Linked DNA regions of Anas platyrhynchos: region 1 is linked to region 2. A link is a contact called in public Hi-C data. All regions are on one chromosome and are shown on one strand. Each heading gives the region's core, a stretch centred on a gene start, on an enhancer-like site or on the middle of the called end of the contact. The rest is flanking DNA. Distances are from core to core; before and after follow the strand shown.

Region 1 (7,032 bases), core at 4,327-6,826, 260 kb after region 2:
ACTGTTAACAAGAACAGCCCAGAGAAGGAGACAGGATAATTCTTATGATCTGCTGCTATTTTTCCTGTGCTGAAGTACAGACCTTCAGCCCTGGACTAGAGTGAGAATATTTATACTGTATTATTACAGTGTTTTGCACTTTCAGAGATGTTCTAGCTAGTAACGTTGTTGGACACTATAAAAGGGGTTGTATATCAGCTTTGTTTATGTAACTGAGATTTAAAAGGGATGCTTAAAATTTAAGAAAAATATATATTTGAAATGCAATTTTAGAACACTTTCTGTAAATGTATTAAAAAAAAGCTTTCACATGAATGTGCACTTCACTGGTCAATCAGTCCTAGTATATACTTGAAATCAATGCAGTATCCACATTGGTTCCTTTTTATTTTTCTTCCCTCAGTTTGATACATTCCTTAAATACTGTGTTTTGCTATTCTGAGCTGAAATGCTAAATATAAAGCTGTACCATAAAGCAGGATATTCCGTGTTTGACTGGATGTGCTTGCATTAATAAAAAAAATCGCTTCAACCAGGCTTAACTTTTTCCATGGTTATTTTTCACTTGCAAACCAACCAAACCACAAGCCAGTGGCTGAACACAGTGAACCAACTGTAGAAGATAATGAAGTGGCAGTGAACAAACTGGTTTCTTAAGTTTAAATCCTGACTTAAGGCTGCATTATAAAATATTTAAATATCTTCCAGCAAAATCTGAGCACAACACTAAGCCAACAACATGCTGCCAGTTCTGATGTGCTATCTCTGTGCCAGTATTACAGATCTGATGCAGCGCATCTGCTCTGGAATATTTCAGTACCTCAATGAATGCAGTTAACAAATCCACTGAACAAAAGCATTTTGTGTCCTAGGAGTTGGATTTTGATTTTTGCTTGTTTGTTTTTGTTTTTTGTTTTTCCCCTTCCCATACAAATACCTTTTAAAGAGGAAAGCATGGAAACATTTGCTGCTGGCTGCAGCACGCTGTGGGGTTTCCTGTAGCAGGTTTCTGTTAACATTTCAACACTCCAGGACCTTTGGTTGCAACTGCTACCCTTTTTCATTGCCCTAATTTACAGAAGCAAAGCCACTTCCCCAAGATCATGCCACAACCCAGCCAAGCACCACACTGTGAGGTAAAGCCAGCCTTCCTAATGCATTGTCCCAGTCCTACCCATGCTACCTCCTTTATCTGGGATATAAGCCTTAAAAAAAAAGAAAAAATGAGCCTTACAATCGTGGAAGCTCTGGAAATACCCTAAGCATTTTAATCAGTTTAAAACTCTGGGGATATCGTTTTGGTAACCAGATGTCCACAACAGCCTCACGGAGTAGAACAGTACTACTATCAGTCATCACGAGTCATGAGGAAAGATAATGATGCTAAGTGTTAAGAGAATCAAGCAGCCAAAAGTCTTTCTGATGGTCAGTTCACACTCATAATTAATACGCATATTTTACATCCTTGAAAACTCACTTCCAATTATGTCCCATCTAGTCATTAGGATAAGTTACTTATTTACTCAGGTGTAAGAGTAAACAATAAAATTGCTTTCCATCTACTTTACTTCCATCAGAGTACAACCATACTATGATAAGCAGCAACTCAATGCCAGCACGGTATTTTTAGTGGTGCTAGCAGCAACTTCATTTATCAAGTTAAAAGTTCCCAAGAAAACGCTTTCTTTCAGCAAATAATTCTCAGGTAGCAAAATTCAGTTGACAACAGATATTAGTACAGCTTTATTGAAGGGAAATCAATAATTCTTCTGAGGACTTGTACAAACAAATCTTTCCCCTCCAGCCTGCAACATATATCGGGTTATCATCGGGTTATCAGGGCAACCCCAGCCTCCCAACTAATTGGAAAAACCTACAAACAGGAGCATATGGGAGCAGATTTCTCTCATAGCTTTCTCTCATAGCCATTAAATAAGGCTGCACAGACAGTGAGATAATTCACAAAAAAAAAAAAAAAAAAGTTTTGTTTTGATTCTTAAAATAAATTTGCAGAAAGACTTAATCTAAAACCAGCGTTGCTCAGTTTCAGCTGTGCCCTGGTGTTCCTTACTGAATGGCACAGCAAAGTCCTAAGTATTACTGCCCTTCAGGTGGATTTGGGGGATCACATGCACAGTTAGTGCACCCCAGCCAAACTAAAGCTTAAACCACCTTTGCTGAACAAAAAGCTTTTATCGTTACACTGATACTGGAGTCAATGAGTCACCGCATCTATCTTGAGTCATCAGCTATTTCCAGTACTTTTCCTCTAATTTACTGATCTGACAAAGGAAAACGTTTCATTTTATTCTAAATTTAATGCATGAACATGCAGTAAAACAGCTGCTCAGATGCTCATCCGCACTCAGACACAGTGCTTCACCACCTTTTCTTTTTCCCTCCATTTGTAATTCTTCAGTGTTAAATGCTGAGAGGCGCTAACACTCATCAGCACAAGCTAACCAGCATTCAAAGATGTTTCAATAACATAGGTACATGTATCTCAAAGACCAAAGGATCATAGAATTTCATGTAGTGAATCAATACAAATATAAAGCAACTAATTATTTTCTCCTGAACACAAGGAACACAGAACTATGTATTTCCCTGTAAATTTTTGGTTTTTCTTCCATATTTTCTGATTATTTATTTTTCTAATTCAAAACCACATTTATTTGTACCATTGGTTGGCATATTTTAAAATGGATTCAAGTTTGAAAATTCAAAAGCACGTCCTGAACTCATTCTTATATTGGGTCTAACATGAAAATGTGTCCCAAGCTAATCTCAGTTCGACTTCCCTAATCAAGAACACTTCCCCTTTTTTTCCTCTGCAGATGCAAGGTCCTTGGAAATGTTTACAGTTAATGCATATAACATGTAACAACAGTTAAAAACAAACAAACAAACAAAAAAAAACCACCACAAACATTACTTCTCATTCCAGCAGAGCATGTTGGTATTCTATATTTACTGCTCCAACAATAAAACAATTCCTCCAGGAAAACTCAGCTTTCCACACCCAGACCACAACTTGAAAAAGGGAACCTGATTGTCACATAAACAGCATCTACCATGGCCCATTGTGGCCCAGTGCAGGCACGTCTGGCTCAGAACTGCATGCTGTGCTTTCCCTGTGTCGTGGCCCAGTACATGTGTACTTGTGACAAGTCAACAATCCAGGTACACCGTTCAGCTTCAAACCACCCTACCGCACCCATCACACCTCAGTCACGTTACATATCACAGATTAATAGCCATGACCCAGTGCCAGATGGGTCATGGGCTAACAATGGTATGTATTTGTGGCAAAAAAAGCGATGAAGAGCCAGGCAGGCACCACCACCACACCTCGCTCTCATCTGGCCCTGTCCGTACTGCTGCTGGAGCCTGCTCACAGCTTTGGCCCTGAGGGAGAGGCGCAACCTGGAGGAAAGTAGAGCTGCAGCATAGCCAGGCAGAGGAGAGTTGAAAGCCTGTGACCCTGCAGCTTTGCTCTCTGCCAGGGCCCAGGGCTGCTGCACCCCAGAAGTGCTAAATGGGACTGTGAAGCACACTGCAATGTTGTCTCTTCAGTCCCACGGCAGGAGTTATGAGGTTAAGACTAGACACTTAGCTAACATTTTCCAGTCATATAGCCAGATGTATGCCTAAAGCAACATGCGGAGATTTCATGTTCGAAACATGACTAATTTCCTCCCCTTCTTGGATGAGGTAAAGAAACACCTTCAAAGAAGAGTTGCATGTTTTAGTGGGAAAGAGCAAATCTGTCTCATCTGCACAGCTGAATGCATGCACACGCACTTGTATCACAGCCTGGTGACTGCTGAATGCAGCCTGAAGTTCAGCGTACTTAGACAAATGAAATCACTTAAGATCACATCATAATGAAGGAAAATCCTACTATTTCTAGTTTCATTACAGAACAAAACCAGTGATGTGCAAACAAACATTGAGCATTAACTCTTAAATTACTGATCTTTGTCTTGAACCACGTGTTGTCATCATATACCTTACTGTATTTCAGCATGAAATACTGTGACAAATCAGAAATAGGAAGAAAAGGTTTTAAGACAGATATCAAAGCTGGTAAATGGCAGAAAGCAATTCTTGTGCACCCTTGCTGCTCTTGTCCTGCTTACAGAATCCAGACTTTCCTTGCCACTCAACACCACTCTGCCTCCCAGCAGCTCAGTTAGCTCCAACTCCCAGCGGCTCCTGTGTTGCTCAAAAGCCAATACTGGAGCTTATGAAAGGCTGAAGGCTTTGTGGCACAGTGTTTTAAGAAATGAGAAAATCCACATCAAAGAGAAAGAGGGACTGGGCTAATAAGGAAGGCAGCAAGTACACTATTGTGATGAAAAAAGAACAAGCTGATGCAAGACCAAGTGGTGAAAAAATAAGTCATCCCATTTTTCAGGTCATATTATTTATACAGCACATGTAATTTGTTTCAGGTATGCTAAGGAGTTGGGGAAAACTAATTGTTCTCCAGAGTTGTACATTTTTCTGCCTATTATTGGGCAGTGACACAGCATTATGTTAATTGCTCGGGAATGTAACTGAAGTGCCAGTAACATCCATAGCCAGATAGAAGACAGTAGACTTGTTAGCTTGTGATAACAGTGGTAACTTAACCTCAAAATCTGAGCCCTGAAAGTGGCTTCACTCATGCGTTTCCCAAAGACTAAGGCAGAAGAAGTAGCGAAGCACTTCTACAGAATGTGTAGTCAATGGGTTTCTGTGGAAATAGAGTGTCCCAAAGAATAACTAAAAGCAGAACAGACCCAGGAAAGTAGCACGTAGATGGTAACCTGACATAGTTGTACAAATTCAAGCAACTTTCGAAGCAACACACTGAACAGAAACGTTCTCTCTACAGTCCACAAGTCTCAACCTTTTCTTGTTTTATTTTGGGATTACTAGGGACATATATCTTGTCCTCTTCTGGAGAATCCCTGTTAAGATAGACAAAACAATCCATCTGTGTATCTGTATGATATTCATCAGTTGACTCCATTCAGTGAAGGCCATTTGGAAAAATGCACATTAATTCACTGAGAAACAATATCTGAATATCTGACATTGTTTAAACTAACTACTTAAAACATAGGTAAGCTCAAGAGCAATGTTCAAAATGCTTCAGAACAAAAAAGGAAAAGGCCTATTTTAAGATTAAATTAAAAGCTGCATGTTTAAAGCAGTTATTTATAATCTAATTACTTTAATGAGAAAAATTAAGTGACAAATCGTTAGCGAACATGAGGTGTATACATGATTAGTAGTAATTCCCTGGAAGTATAAACTTTAAATCATAACAACTTTTAATTTAAGCAACTCATTTAATTTCCACTGTTACCATTGTTAATAAGCTACCCAACAAATTATAGAAGTACCATAAAACACTATTTACACTATTAGAATTGAGTATTTGCCTGCTGTAAATGCTCTACGGATTGTGAGCAGTAAAGTCATCTTGCAGAACAGCAGACGAGCAAGTTGTTAGATGTGTGTACTGTATCCACTATTGTGCAGCAGCAAAACGTATCTGAGGAGATTCCATGTCCTTGTTATTACCACTGTAGAGCAAGCACCATGCAATGACTTAACATAGCACAGAGCCCACACTAATCTCTCTGGATTTCATAACACAGCACAAACATGCTCTTAGTGAGCTGATAATGTCATAGCACATGTTCTCACACAAGCAGTTACTGCAGACAGCAGGACTAATTGTGCAGAAGAGAAAAGAGAAAGGGCCAGGCCTGCAAGGGCTCCAAGGAGTTTACAACTGCTCAAATGATGATTTGGACTGCTTGTGTCTATACCCAACCCTGGCATGAGCAAGTTCCAGTAGGTCCGACTTCATTTAACTTCAATGCCTCCACCTCCGCATTCTGGGGCGATGAACGGAAAGTTTTCAGAAGTGGTTCCTATTGATTGCCTTCCAGCATCTGTATCAGACCAGTATGGACTGCACAGATGCAGACACTTGACATTTTTCTCTTTCCTCATTTCAGCCACTTTTGATAAACACAACCACTCAGTGGAAATACTAGAAGATGAGATCTGGCTATCAGCAGTCTGCTGTGTGCAAAACATGGGAACTAAACTGGTAGAGTGATAACAGCCAAGCTGCAGCAGTGCTCAATACCTCCATACAACCTCAACAGTCATGCCAGTGTGTGTATGAAGTGAGATGAAGTGAGAGGCATTTTTGATGCTTATTCTTGCACCAGCACAGCCAGGACAACACTAGCTAAGTGTTAAGGGCTGGAGTTTCAATAAAAGTTCCCACTTAAATCTTACTAGAAGTCGTCATGCCTACGTACTTACTCTTTTCCTCACTGGTACCTTGTTCTGTAAGGACCCACCACCAAGATGTTTACCTTACAATAAAACATCTGGTATATATGTAAGTTTTATATCTAGTCAGGATAGATGTTCACTGGTTAAAACTCTCACCGCAAATACTATTACTTCAATCTGGTGTGTCATCTACCTGGTAAAACATTATAAACACTTATTTCAAAAGAAACAGCTTAAAACAATTTCTAAAATGCAGATATTCCATTTATTATACAGAGAATCAGTTGCAAGAAGTCTTGCAATGCTTTCTCATCACTCTAAGTACAATACAGGAAACTGTTCTCCACAATAAGTTACATAAAGGCAGATTTTATGTACATATGAAAGGATCAGTGCCCGGAACTATTTGCACAGCATATCTGCTATTCAGAAAAATCAGCCATTTAAATTTTTAATTGCCTTCAGAATTCTTGAAGCAAACTGAATTCATTAACAAAACTTAATTACCTGGTTTGAAAAGGTTTGAGAAGGGTTTTTGCCTAGTTTCTAAATTCTGTGGAGACCATGCAAATGGTATAACCACTGAATTAGCATTCTCACCATTAATTTTAAAAACAAATGTATTAAAAATGAGGCATGCCATACGGTAGTATATAAGACAACATGGAGAAAAGTGACCTGCCTGCATTTAAACTGCTTATGCATCCCAGAATATCCAAAAGG
Region 2 (7,921 bases), core at 4,355-6,854:
AAGGTTTTACTCGCCCGACAGAGAAGCTTGCTCAGTATTTCTATAACACTTTATCACATGTGGCTTTTCATCTCAAAAAAAAAAAAAAAAAAAAAAAGACAGAATCCATCTTTTGATCTTAATACATCATTTTTTTTCCCCATGGTTGCAAGTTAAGGGAAGTCCTAATGATATATGATGGACCATTAACTACAAAAAGTCACCACCAGGGTTCCATTTCAAGCCAAAACTGAAGAGATCAAGTGGATAAACTTATCCCCCAGGTGAAACACTTCAGAAAAAATGACTAGAAGCAGCGTATTCTGCTGCTTAAACATCTGATGACTGTAACTTCCATCTGTGCCTTGCTGAATTCTGGCAGCAGGCAGGATTATTTAGTCTATTATTGTTCAGCCAGCGGGAAGACTTTATTATGGCAGGAAATGTGGGACAGATTTCTCAAATGAAGGCAGCTCTCAGAACAAATTAGTAACTGAAGAAATAGGACTCCACTAGAATGATCTGATGACCTGCTTATCTATCGGCAGACTAGGCATTAAACAAAAATTGGAGTGATTTGTGATGTAGGATATTTAGATTTTGATTCAGCACATATCACTACCTCTTCAATCAATTGTGAGTTATTACTTAGAGTACTGAGTAAAATTAAGCCTTTTTAATAAATGAGAAAGGTTTATACTGTCATATGATAAGAGTAGAGATGAATTAAACTTTAATTCTTTACTTAAATTAATGAATTAAACTTTACTTTTAGTGAAGTTTATTCTAACAAAAGCATTACATACAATAAAATGTTCATACTTACCTGGTATGCCATGGAACAGCAGCTCTAAATCCTTTTTTTGAATATGTTCGCTTGTATTTTGTTACTTCAACAAAAATACTCTTTTAGACATATTTTAATAGTTGGAGATTGTACAGGGCACTTAGGTATAAGCAAGCAAAAATTTCATCATTTAACGATGTCCTTTAATTATGGGATTAATCTTCAAAGCCTTGTAGAGTACATGTGCAAAGTCTCAGAGAGAATTAAAGGATTACAGAGGATAAAAACCACACACAACACTAAAGGTACCAGTTGTTTAAGTGAGCAGTGATAATCAAAAGATGCACATACACTAAGGCTATATTTATACACATAGATTACACAGCATATGGATGAAGGAACCACTATTCTTCTGTCCCCTTATACCTGCAAAACATATTGAGACTAACATTTATGCAAGGCTGCTTTCATATTTTAAAATCAGCTCTTTCCTAAAACTGGGTGTTACGTATCACTTACAGTCAATCTCAGCAGGGGAGCTTCAGTGTATGATACAATAGTTCTCGGTCACAGTTCTTTATCCAATGGATTCTGAAGGTGGAAACTTCTGGTTTAATGTAGTCTCCCCCACAATGTTATTAGACTATTAAGTTAAAATATCTTTCTTTTCACGAGCTCTCCTAGATGACCACTACAGAGGTATACTTGCTTCAGCTTCAGAAAAGCTTGAGGTTACATGTGATTAAGAATCAGTCCTCATTCATGCTCATCTTGGCCTCTGGGAATTTCCAGATATGCTCCAGAATAATTTATTTAAATTATCATCATGTGAATTAAAGTTGTGAATGTATCTGAAAATACATTTTTACTAGCAGGTGGAAGATGTCAGTTCCTTTCTGCTTTTTATACCTACGCGTTAAAGCTAGTCACCCTTGATAAGTGTTTTGTTCCCAAAAATACTTAGGATAACGATAGCATCCCAGCTGAATAGTGTCAGCTTTCTCTTCTGCCCTCTGAGAAACTTGCAACTTGAAAGTGTATTTTGAATTAAATAACAAAGCGCAAAGACCGGTCAGATTTTTCCTTAGTTGAAGAGATATGATTCTATTTATGTTTATAAGTTACTGGAGAAACCTGTTGAATTAGGTCTCAAAAATTGTTTCTTGCTGAATTCTCTGGAGAATACTTAATACAGAATCTGGTGTCTTTGCCACATTACTTACGCTTAACAATGAAGAAGAACAGTCAGTCTTTTGAAATGAAATATAACATAAAGATATAAGGAACACTGAACATAAGTTATTTGAGATTATTGGATAATTTGTCTGTTATAGAATTCATATCTGTGCAGATAGCTAACATAAAATATATGCAACACAACTAAATTAAATGGTTCATAAATGGTTCACTGGCCATATGTCTGGCTATGTATTTCATGCAGGATATACTCCTAGACAGAAATATTTCCAATATGTATACTAATCAGTTCAGTATTTTCCCTCTTAAACATAAAAACATTATGACTTTGTGCCCAGAACCTCATAATATTAATTTAAAAATTAACATAGTTTTCTTACAACAAAACATTTTCTGAGATTTAGACATATAAACCTCCACAGTGCTCTGAAGTCCAAATTCCATTGTTAAATGCACCACAACACAGAAGAAATCTTGGAAAACAATCAGTGTAGGAAGGTGATTGGATCTGAATAGGAAGGTTAGGCTTCAAAAAAAATTCAGAGATGCAGCCAGGCTAGACAAGAGAGAATACTTTGTATGTAAAACACCACTACCTGCTTGCTTTTTATTAACACTAATGAAAGAAGAGATAGCAACATCCTCAGGCATCCTTGAGCACAGCTAAAGGTTGCTGTCTGGAGCCTGAATTCCTTCCACAGCTGTGCTGCAGACTCCAAATGCCCTGAGGAGGACCAGTAACTACCCAGCGAAAAATATTACAAGAAATGTTTAGCTCCACTGAGATATACTATGTGTTCACTGTATCCCTACATCAGTGTTCCAGTTGCTCAAATATGAGGAGACACAAACATATCAGAATGACATTTGATAAAAACTGACACCAACCAACCCCCTGGGTAGAGAAACTAAGCAAGAAAAATAATTACTTTTATCAATTCCTTGAAACGCAAATCCAACAGATCTGCTCTGCTATGACATTATTGTTACGTAGGATTTCCTGGCTGACAAAATAATCACATCCATTAAAGGGTAACCAGTGTCTGACCGAGAATGGAGAATGTGTTGGACTCAATCTCTCCTTGGAGAACTTTCATGTACTTTTGCTGTTCTACTTCAAATCCTACCTGAGGGCATGCAATCTAGCAGAGGCCAAAAAGGTCAAATTACTGCCCTTGTAGGAATTCCCTTAATCATTTCGCAATATTCTGTGTTTTTTTAAACACAAAAATAAGATGTTCTGTTTTTATATGGTTCTTTCTTTTCTACATTCTCCTCTTAGCTTCAGTTTAGAATGAGATGCCTGTTAAGAAGGTGGAGTCTCTGAAGCGATAACAAAACATTCTCCCTGGTTCTCTGAGTAGCATTTCAAATGCTACTAAGATGTAAGCCTGTCCCCAGTCTCTAGATCTGTCTTCTAGCCAAACTTTTGGAGCGGAAAATAACCTGATAAAAAATTAGCAAGCTCTCATTGCAAATGCACTCTTTTCCCTAATATTTGTTCTCTTATTTTTTCATTGCCAGTCGAAATAAAAACCTAAATACCATTCTATGATTATGAGGACTCAAACAAATAACAGTGCTAATCATATGCTAAGTGGCAATTTTATAAATTCTGAGTATAGTTCAAGTAAAACCAATCTGACTGAGAGCATTACATAGCCATAAAAGTAATATGAAGCTAAGCTTTATAATTTAGTTGCCATTTACATACATTACTTCCAATATTAGAAAACAAATTTGTAGCTCAAACTGTCTTCCTCAGATGCATTTAAAGTATATGAGATTAAAGAAGCTGTAGTTTAAATTACTGTAATGCAATTATCACAGATTATTACTTGTGACCCAAAAATGGAATTTGAATTGAATTTGGGATTGGTTTGGAGAGAAATGGTACTGCTGCCGAATTTTAGACGTCTTTCTAGCCACTTAGACAACAAAGTCACCTTCTACTTCTTATTGTGTTACATTTAATGAAAGCAATAAATTAAACTAGAAAACTTAAGTACTCATAAAACTGAAGGGAAACGTGAATGCCTTTGCATCTAAAACTGCATGTACACATTCACAAACAAAACCTACTAAAGAACTATGGATGACTTTATTCTGGAAAAAAAATGCTTTTCCTGAACCACTTTTGATTTTCAACAATGATTTTCCATATGGTTTCAAGGCCAACCAACAAGTACAAATATTCTATTAACAATGGAATAATAGTATGCTATTGCTTTTATCCAAAAGTACTTCACATTCTTGCTCCTACACACTATTATCTAAAATTCTATGTAACATTTCTCCTTTCAGTTCTGTTCAGTAAAATAAATGTGTATACAAACACACAGGAATGTCATGTGGATAGATAAATGTAGAGTGGCTGGAAAAATGGTCTGGTATCACTTGGAAGGAACCTCATCTAGTGCACTGGAATCTGTTAATCAGTTCAGTGAGCACCACAGAGCAACTCTGCAGAGGGAAACATTTCAGAGCCTGGCATCCTCTATCTAACGTGCTCTTTTTTTTTTAAAACTTGTCTTTATGTTGCTTCTGTATTTTCTAACTTGCATACAGAGATGATCATGGAGAGGAGAGATATCAAAATATCAGGAAAAAGCAGGAAATTGGTATTAACTGTAAAGCACAACAGTATATTACTTCATATCTAAATCCCTTGCTATCTTGACAGAAAAATAAATTGTCTTGAATTTTGGAGCCAGGCATGTTTTAAGGATGAGCTCCAGGTCACTTAGAAAAGAGAAAGGGAGAAAATTAACTCTATAAAGCAAGCATTAGTTATTTTATTGACACTCTTGTTTACCAGTAGTGCCTGAAGTTAAGCATGCTGGGACATAAACTAGATAAATGGTTGGTTAAAAAAGGAAAAAAATATAATTTATACATATTAAGTAACCTAAACGTCACTTGCTGACAATCAAGTTAAAATACCAAAATGTTTTCTAGCATGTTTTTCTTTTACTTGCCAGTATTCTCTTCAGTTTCTTCAAATATATGGTCTTGGGGTACTGTCCGTGTTTTTCCACCATTTTTCTCCTCTACGGGCTTGTGCAGGCTGCAGTGCTCTCCTTGTGTGCTTTTCACGTGCTCTTCCTCAGCCTAGTTTAATATTAAACACAAGAATTATGTATCTCTCACTTTTTCCCTTTGAATCAATTTATCTCATAGTAAGCACCTGAGGAACAAAAGTACAGAAAAACACATGTATTAAATTACTATGAATTTCTGATACATAATTTACAAGTTTTCCTTTCCAAAAAAGTATCTAATTGCCTCTTGAATTTAAATGCACACTTAAATAACATACAAGTAACAACTCCTATTTCAGATAAAAGTTTTAGCAACGAACCTGCCTACTGCTGCATTGTGCTTGGACCCGTTGCACTTTTTGTATGCTTCCACAGTTCACAGTGGCAGTAGTTTGAAATAGCTTCTAAAGGCTGGCGCCTGCTAAGGTGCTGGAAGAACAGATTGACATAGGTATGGTCAAAACAGATCGATGCCATCACGGCACTCTGCAGACACCCACTCGGGAAGTAGGAGATGAGAAGGGAAGCAACGCTAGTCTGTGGGATGGAGCTGCGGCATCCTTTGAGCGTGGCCGGCCAGTGAGTAAGCTCTTCAGATATGGGCAAAGTACTGCATTTAAGTGTTGCAAAACACTGTTTTGGTTTGCTTCATAACTCCTGCGGCTGTTATCAACCACCACCAAGGAAAACTGGCTGGGAAGGAAGACAAAACCAACATTAAGGGAGAACAAGGGAGTTTACTAAGGGAGAATAAGCTGTAACGTAAGGAAATGTTCCCATTTCTGTGTCAAAATGGGCAAAACGGGCAGCTCACAGCCTTGCAGCTCAGGCAGCCCTGCAGGCAGGTGGGAGAGCACAAGGCTTGGTGCCTTGGCCCCAGCCCGCTGTCATTTGGCAGCAGGAGCTGTGGGCAGGCCTGCACGGCATTGCTGCTGTGCCAACGTCTTGCTGAGTAGCGGTGCTACGTTAAGTCCCCACACAGGGAGCCACAGTGTGCGAGAAGCCCCAGCATCTCCCTCTGGCCTAGGCCAGTAGCAGCTGCTCTGACAGCGCTTCTCTGCCTGGGCACAGGCTGCTTCCCTATGGGCGCTGCACAGCCTGTCATCCCCGCTGGTGCCTTAGGCATAGCCAAGCCTCAATGATGAGGTTGGAAGGAACTGGGGATCTTCCCTCAGCTTGCTATTGTGCGGATTTCTGGGCCCCAAACCACATTGGGCTTTCCCATCTCACCTGTAGGAACAGAAATCACAGAACACCTATGGCAATGTCTTGCCTACAGCGCTGTTTCCTTGCATGCAGTTACACTTCTGGCACAAAGATTTTATTCCAGAGCCAGGTGTGGCTGTTATGCATCAGAGTCAAAACACATTGCTGGTGACAGGGCAAAGCTTTTCTTCCCCACATGTATCTCCCTCCTTTGATGCTACCGAGCACATCAGTCTCCAGCCCCACTGCTCCTGTGAAATGTACTTCTGGTACATTTCATTTGGAGTTTCTGACAGAACATTATGGTCTCTCTGGAAGACTGTCTTACAACTGAATCACTAAGCTGAACATGACGCACATTCAGCTACCCCATTTCTTCTTGAGATCCAAATGTAACTAGATTGCATGTAAGCCCATTGCTCTTTTGTGCTGTAAATCACCAACCTCAGCAATGCCGAGTCATAAAACTGTAACTGAAGAGGAAGAAACATTCCTTATGGCAACAAAATGCTACCACATCTGATGACTCCTACCCTTTCCTTCTCTTATGCTGTCTTTATTCTGTCATGTTCAGTAGATAATTAATTAGAAGATATGAATTAATGTCTTTCCTCTCTAAGCAGTACTTTTGTATGAATTCAATCATAGTGTAGCATGGAGCTCCAAATCCCATCTCACATACAGCTGAATGTTATGTTGTTACACCTGCGGCATAATCCCTTTTCTGTAGAAGTACAGATAGATGTTTTTAACCTTTTTGCATTCATTGTAATTGCCGTTTGAGTCCGGAGAAAACTGATTACGCTGCCTGCTTTGTTTGGGCAATTTCAGGAAATTAATATGTGCTAAGCTGTTTCTCTAGATACTGCAGACTTCTGTTAGCTGCTACAGTTACTGAGCAAATATAAAATATGTTCCCTGGCAATGTAAAGACACCTATGGCCTTCACCACTGCCTGCTTCTACTTTGATATCCAAAGCCAGATGAGGACACATTGTGATCTTAGGTTGCGAACAGCCATCTAACTCCTCAGTGCTACTTACTGCAGCTGATGCAAACCCGTTCTTAGATGTGGAACCAATCCCAGCTTGGCTGCTCCTGATCATTAATCTCAACACATCATGAGGGAAACTGGCTGCCCTACCCCGAATAAACTAATGACAGTGCCATGTATCACCTGGATATTGCTCCCTATCCATGTAGCATGGTGCTCTCCAAAGAGATCTACATATTTTATTACAAAGATATTTGACAAAAACAAATTGAGAGAAAATACAAACTGCCTATATGACAGGCAATCTAGTTAATGCACTTCTCTGATCATATATATGAAAGAATTTTCACTTAAATTCTCTTGTATTTCCTTTAAAACAGTACTTCTGCAATTTTTTTTCTTGGCCCTTCTACACATTGCAAATAATTTCCAAGGTAATTCTTTTTCCTTGCAAGTATTAGTAATACAGCTAATGAATCCAGTTTCCCAACATGATGCTTGGCATATGTAGGGGAACTTCTCATCTGGAGATGATGTACACAACATCGCAGCCTGCCACAGGTCTGTATACAGCTACAGCTGTGACATCAGGGCCACACAAAAGAACATCATCATTGTCAGGCTCTGGGTTCTTCTGACTCACCACAATCACTGGTGGTCCAGAAAGAGTAGGGGACGTCCAGATAAAAAACAAAGGAAGCCCAGCAGCTGAAAGCA

The links. Hi-C and Micro-C count contacts between places; a contact is called where the count stands out from the background.
Region 1: a contact with region 2 is called in a Hi-C map of F1 follicle, with 2.4 times the contacts expected there. The contact joins two enhancer-like sites. A contact is called at or near these places in 2 of 8 Hi-C or Micro-C datasets (F1 follicle and liver).

What each region holds. Positions count from the first base shown.
Region 1 is chr6:15,197,080-15,204,111 of IASCAAS_PekinDuck_T2T, forward strand. It overlaps CSGALNACT2 (chondroitin sulfate N-acetylgalactosaminyltransferase 2), which reads right to left. Exons shown (of 9, transcript XM_072039480.1): 9 at 6,552-7,032. It overlaps RASGEF1A (RasGEF domain family member 1A), which reads left to right. Exons shown (of 13, transcript XM_027460021.3): 13 at 1-537. Among named protein-coding and RNA genes, the nearest start is that of MBL, 27 kb to the left of the region's middle. Within about 2 kb of position 5,577, at least 5 of the 8 cell types and tissues checked have an H3K27ac peak or open chromatin away from gene starts, as enhancers often do. A contact at or near this core is called in F1 follicle, where this site is marked.
Region 2 is chr6:14,937,262-14,945,182 of IASCAAS_PekinDuck_T2T, forward strand. MBL (mannose-binding lectin) reads right to left here. Exons shown (of 25, transcript XR_011809996.1): 15 at 5,325-5,697; 16 at 4,942-5,074. Among named protein-coding and RNA genes, the nearest start is that of SFTPA, 48 kb to the left of the region's middle. Within about 2 kb of position 5,605, at least 4 of the 8 cell types and tissues checked have an H3K27ac peak or open chromatin away from gene starts, as enhancers often do. A contact at or near this core is called in F1 follicle, where this site is marked.